Linked DNA regions of Sus scrofa: region 1 is linked to region 2. A link is a contact called in public HiChIP or PLAC-seq data. All regions are on one chromosome and are shown on one strand. Each heading gives the region's core, a stretch centred on a gene start, on an enhancer-like site or on the middle of the called end of the contact. The rest is flanking DNA. Distances are from core to core; before and after follow the strand shown. Region 1 has its middle 150 kb from the start of RPS12. Region 2 has its middle 70 kb from the start of EYA4.

Evidence for each region. HiChIP or PLAC-seq counts read pairs in DNA pulled down with a chosen protein or histone mark.
Region 1: a contact with region 2 is called in an H3K27ac HiChIP or PLAC-seq map of skeletal muscle. The contact joins two enhancer-like sites. A contact is called at or near these places in 4 of 47 Hi-C or Micro-C datasets (fetal skeletal muscle, psoas muscle and skeletal muscle) and 1 of 2 datasets of contacts at active chromatin or transcription factors (skeletal muscle).

What each region holds. Positions count from the first base shown.
Region 1 is chr1:30,774,872-30,777,930 of Sscrofa11.1, reverse strand. No RefSeq gene overlaps it. Among named protein-coding and RNA genes, the nearest start is that of RPS12, 150 kb to the left of the region's middle. Within about 2 kb of position 1,485, at least 1 of the 83 cell types and tissues checked has an H3K27ac peak or open chromatin away from gene starts, as enhancers often do. A contact at or near this core is called in skeletal muscle, where this site is marked.
Region 2 is chr1:30,643,479-30,646,745 of Sscrofa11.1, reverse strand. No RefSeq gene overlaps it. Among named protein-coding and RNA genes, the nearest start is that of EYA4, 70 kb to the right of the region's middle. Within about 2 kb of position 1,510, at least 2 of the 83 cell types and tissues checked have an H3K27ac peak or open chromatin away from gene starts, as enhancers often do. A contact at or near this core is called in skeletal muscle, where this site is marked.

The sequences.
Region 1 (3,059 bases), core at 236-2,735, 130 kb before region 2:
CTTTTTCTGGGTACAACGCAACCCGTAGAGCATCATAGGCCAATACTATTTTAGAAATAGCCAGTTCAGCAGTCATGCATTTCCACAATTTCCTAAGTGTCCATTTTCTTTTCGAAAGAAAAAGCAGACATTCTGAAAGCTGAGTGGGAGAGATTTAAATGATCATTCCATTGTCAAGTGGTAAAACTGAGATGAATAGAAATTAGCATTCAGTTCATTCATGGCACCTTTCTCTACCACAATAAGTAGTTTTTTTAACTCCTTATAAACATTCAGCAATGTCTAGTATATAAGCAATGAGGAAGAGAAATTTGCTCACAAAAAAGTTGCATTTGTCCTGAAACTGAATCTGAGCAACTTTATGTGCACTTAAAGAGAGACAGTGTTGGGCAGATTTGCTTCCATTGTCATCTGTCCACGTCCCTAAATGGTTCCCCTGCAGCCTGTGGTCCCCTTTGGTGGTCAGTGGGAGGCTTAAACAAAAGAGCCCAATGTGCTCCCTGCAATCCTGCCACCCCGAAGTGACCAGCCCAAATTACCTGTGACCTTTCCCAGGAGTGTGAGCAGAAAAACTTTCTGGAAAGAGGGAGCGATAAAGAAATTTGGACTTCATTCTTTCATGGGTTTGCTCATAGGAATGTTTATTGGCGAGACACTAAGAATAAACCCAGTTATTGAAGAGGGAGCTGGGAAGTTGACAAGCATGGCTAAACCCAGCAGAGAAATTTGATGAGGAAATTAGATGCTGTGTAGATGGTGTTTAGTGATTAGTCTTCTGAAAGCCAGGATTATTATATAAGTAAGTGGGGGGAGGGCAGTATATTGTGTCCAACAGATTCCGTTTATACAGGTATTCTTCCAGCTAATTAGACCCATAATGCTGCATTCGTATATGAGTTTCTCACAAACCCTTTTCCATGGTGTACATTAATGAGATGAAATGCCGAAGTAGCAGCTTGTTTGTTTCAAAAGCAGATCATAGCAAAAGGAATTAGGATTAATAAAAATGTACAGCCAAAGTCTACTCCTATTATAGGGTAAACCACACATTTTAAACTTTATATGTCCATTGATATTTGGATTGGAGTGTACCTATGGCAACAAAGAAAGCTGGTCCCACAAATATATAACACAGAGGAAGAGATACATTCAAAACCCTCTTTGAACGAGCATTTAAAAATCATATTCAGTGACTTCTATCCCAACCAGCACCGACTGCTCGTCTTTGCAACCTCCAACCCTCATATAATGGTTCATCCTGAAAGGCTTTTCTAATTTTGCTTTTATTCAACCGACCTAAAGAGACAATATGTAATGGGCTTACCTAGCACAGTACCTGGCACATAATAAGTGCTCAGTAAAGTGGGTCGTCCTCTCCTCATTTTAATTCCCATCTTCATTCTGGCTCACACTCCCGTGGTCACACTCAGAAAGCAGAGATGCCATGCGTTGGTGAGACATGGTGTAAAAACTTGCCTCTCGGCTGTGCACATGGTGTGACTGTGCTGGTGCTTTGCTCAGCACCCTCTGCACTTGTCGCATGCAGCCAGACCAGCTGCAGATTAAATGGCTTGTTTAAACTGTGGTAAACAAATTTTATATGTGGATTCTTTTGACAGCCATTATGACCTTTTGTGGGAAAAATTCAACCTTAGTGAAGTAAAAATTCAAGTGTCTGAAAATGTGGTCCATGTTTCAGATTGTACAGACCAATTTTTTTTTTCTTTTGTCCAAAATTGGCGAGATGCAGGGAGAAAACACTTTCCTGCCTAATGTCAAGCATGAAACTAGCAAAACTACATTCTGGGGGTGTCTCTTAAAACCATTTCATTCTTGATTTTTAGGAATTATACTTTTCACCTGGCCTTATAGTCATTGCTTTAAATGACTCTTCCAGATTCCTGGGTTCCTCAATTCGTGGATTCTACCAACAGATCAAATATTTGAAAAAAATTCCAGAAAGTTCCACAAAGCAAAAATTAAATTCACCCATTCCAGGTAATTATTTATATGGCATTTACATTGTATTTACAATTACTTACTTAGCATTTACATAGTGTTAGGTATTATACATAATCTAGTGATGATTTATATTATACTACAGGAGATGTATAAGTTATATGCAAATACGGTGCCATTTTATATAAGGAATTGGAGCATCCATGGATTTTGGTACCTGTGGGTGTCCTGGAATCAGGGGATGGCTGTATTTGTTTGTGCTGATTATTATTTGTTTAAACCATATACTCGGAAAGTCACTCAGAAGGAATACACACTAGTAATGAATTAATTTTCTGGAGCTTAATTAGCACGTAAGGACTATTTACTGAATCAATACTTGTTATAAGCAAGAAATACAACAGAGACTTCTCCAAGTTTTTCTGTGCTTAAATTGCTTACGATTGGCTTAGAAACCATTACTGGGTGGTAGATTACAAACAGATTTTTCTCTTCTTTCCTAACTACAACCCAGTGTTTTGTATATACAGTGAGAAATGAGGCACAAGCCAAAAAACAGGAAATTACTAATGCTGATGTTTCATTTAAACAAAGCTAACTTATTTAATATAGAGTATTCTTGGTGTATATTCTACATATTTTATGAATACATGCCACGTGTAATAATAATGGCACTTAGCTTGCACATATTGCAAAGAACTTGGCTTTTTACATATCTTTATTCATTTTTTCTTTAACAATCTGATGGGCAAAAATTATTTTTAATCCCATTTTACAGATTAGGAAATTGAGGACCAGAGAGCTTGAGTAATTTTCTGAGATCGCAGAACCAATAAGTGGGAAAGCTGAGATTCAGACTCAGACTCCAGATCTCATGCTCTTCAACACTATATGAAAGAAGGAAAGAAAGAAGAGAGAAGGAAAGTAAGAGAGAAGAAAAGGAAGAGAGAGAAGGAACGAAGGAAGGAAGGAAGGAAGGAAGGAAGGATGGAAGGAAGGAAGGAAAGGCAGAAAGGAAGAAAAGAAGAGAAAAAGGGAGGGAGAAGGAGAAAGAAGAAGAAAGAAAAAAGAAAGAAAAGAAAAAGAGCTTGGAATGGAAG
Region 2 (3,267 bases), core at 261-2,760:
GGTTGGGCAAATTTATTGGTGCAAATATCACTTTCTGGTTGGTGAGCTTGGCCAAATGGTTCTGTAGGGTCTAGTCAAGTTTGACACCTCTAGGCATCAATGTTAGCCAACTCCACGCATGCCTGCCTCAACTGTGTCTTCGAGAGGGCCAAAGGAAGAATGTAAGCATTTTGCTTTTGTTATGAATGATGAGTACGTATTTGTTAATATTTACTAATGAGTGGTAATAATAATAACACTTATTTACTGTGACTCTCAAACACTGGATAGGGATTCTCATTATCCACGTTTACAGATGCATTCATTTGCAATGCAAATAAGTTAATAAGTTGCCCAGAGTCACAGGTGGAATTAGTCTGGTTTCAAAATCCAAGCTCTTAACCAATGTGATGATATATGGTCCACAACTGTAGTTATTTTGATTACCTCAGTGCACATGAATCATCTGCCTAAGTGTCCAGAAATATCATCCTTACTAAAGAAGTTTTTATAGAAAGAGATGAAATCAGCTACCTTATCTATTTTCACAATCCCGAGTAAAGCTAGTTCTCCCTTGAGTGATTCCTCCCCTTGATGAAAATGGTTGGTTTCCTATTACAATTGCAGTACAAGCAGGAGTGGGGAATATGGAATATGGCCTTTAGTGAGACTTTCTCCAGGAGCACATTATGAATTAGAACATTAATATGAAAACTTATCTTAGAGAGTCAGGGTAATTCTAGGCCATCAATTTATATTTTCATTGTGAGTCAATCAACCAATCAATCTAAATATAATCTTGATGCAAATCTATGTCTATCCAACACGCCAGTTGGAAAGACTATTTGTAATCGGAAAATATTGGAATCAAGATGAATATCTATTAATAGGGTATTGGTTAAGTAAATGATAGTACTACTTATAATGAAATGCATAATTTAAAAATTGAAGAGGACTTCTATATATTAATGGAAAGGTATTTGGAATATATCATTAAGTATAAAGCAAGGGTGAGAGAAATGAATACATTCCGTTACTATTTATGCAAAAATGATAAGAAAAGAGTGAAGTTATAACGATTGGCCTACATAGGTATAAATGTTTTCTGGAAAAATAAACAAGGAAGTAGCAATAGGGGTTGCCTGTTAGGTAATCAGAACTGAGAAGATGGAGAATAGAACAGAAAACAGACTCTTCACTATATGCCTTTATATCTTCTAAAATGTCTCAACTATGGAAATATTTTCCTTATGTTAAAATTGATTAAAAAATTAAAAGAATCATTTATTGCTTCCTTGGGTATAGACTACTACAGCTGGGTACTATGGATGGTGGGGGTTAGAAGAAACAAGATTTTCAAAATCTTGATTTGAGCAAAAAACCACACCATTTAACACTTATTTAGCAAGCAACATATAAGGAAACACAAATTAGGACACACCAAACTGCTGCCATCAGTGCCAAGAGCATGCAGAATAGTGGCATGCTGAGAATGTGCTGAGCATAATCAGAGATGTCTTCCTGAGGGAATTGAATTGCATGCCTTGGTTTGAGAGAACAGAGATATGGTATCATAAACAGTGTGGCCTTGAACACGCAGCATTATGGCAACCATCCTCAAGGGTGGGGACTCCAACGAATGTCTTTAAAGTCATTGAGTGAGATTAAGAGGCTGGTACTTGAAGAGGGTGGAACACTGGTAGCTTGAGTCTTGCATCTCAAGAACAAGAGAAAGGGATGATATTCATCTTATTTATGTAAGAGTTGAGCTTGGTCTTGGTTTATTTTTATTTCTTACCCTACTATATAACTGACTCTATTATTGTTTTTAATAGCTTTCAATCAACTCTCTTAGGTGTTCCAGGTACATATTTATATCGTTTACAAAAGGTATTGATTTCACTCCTTTTCTAATTTTCACATTTCTAGTTTCTTTGTTTATTTTAATTGCATTGGCTTGCACCTCCAATACAGTTCTGAATAATCATAGTGGTACTTTCTTCTTCCTAATGTAGAGGAAATCATCTAGCTGGTTATTGAGATAAGATATATTTTCTTATGTTAAGGAGCAATTTAGTTATGTCAACTAAGTACTTAAGTGTTTTTTAAAATAAGAATGGATATTGAATTGTGTTAAATACCTTTTTGGCATCTATGGAAATAATATTTTTCCTTGTAGACCTATGAATACAATAGATTATAACATAAATTTATATTATTGAACCATCCTTGAATTTCTGGAGTTGTCTTAACTAGATTATAATGTTCTATTTTTTCAAGATGTTGCTATATTAATTTTGTCAATAATTTATTCAAGGAGTTCCTGTTGTGGCGCAGCAGAAATGAATCTGATTAGAAACCATGAGGTTGTGGGTTCAATCCCTGGGTTCAATTCCTCGCCTCACTCAGTGGGTTAGGGATCTGGCATTGATGTGAGCTGTGGTGTAGGTTGCAGACACGGCTTGGATCCTGCATTGCTGTGGCTCTGGCGTAGCCTAGCCTGGGAACCTACATGTGCCATGGGTGTGGCCCTAAAAAGGACAAAAAGACAAATAATAATAATAATTTATTCAAAAGTTTTGTAGAGCTATTCATAAACTGTCAGAGGATGTGCCAGACAGACTTTAAGTGAATTTCCAGGGTTGATGCCCTTGTATGATTGAATTCCCTTGCTTCTGGGTTGGGTCCATGATTCACTTCTAATCAACAGAATATGGCAAAAGTTGGAGGATATAACTCATATCTACATACATTAAATCAATCCCCATCTTGCTAGCAAACTTTCTTTAGAGTCTGTCTCCATTGGTGGCTCTATAAAAGCAAACTGCCATGAATTCTAAGCCACAAAGAAATGAATTCTGCCAACAACCTAAATGAGCTTGGAAACAGATTTTCCCCTAATCAGGCATCCCGGTGCAAATGCAGCATAGATATGTTTATGGCAGAGAACTCCATGAAGTCACGCCTGGACTCCTGACTCATGGGAAATATGCGATCATAAATGCGTGTTGTTTCAGGCTGCTAAATTTGTGACAAGTTTATTATGCAGCACAAAGAACTAATAGAGGTATAGTCCTTACTAGGCTTTGGCATAAAGACATATTTATCTTTAAATATTCTCTTTGAGTAAGTTGTTAAGAAATTTCCAATTTCGAGGAGGTGGGGGAGCATTTTTTGTTGCTTTAGTCAGTTTCTAAGTTTTACTGCATTGTGATCAGAGAATGTTTTCTGTGTTTTTTACTTTTTGGAACATACTGAGATTTTCTTTCTTGTCTGGTATGATTGATG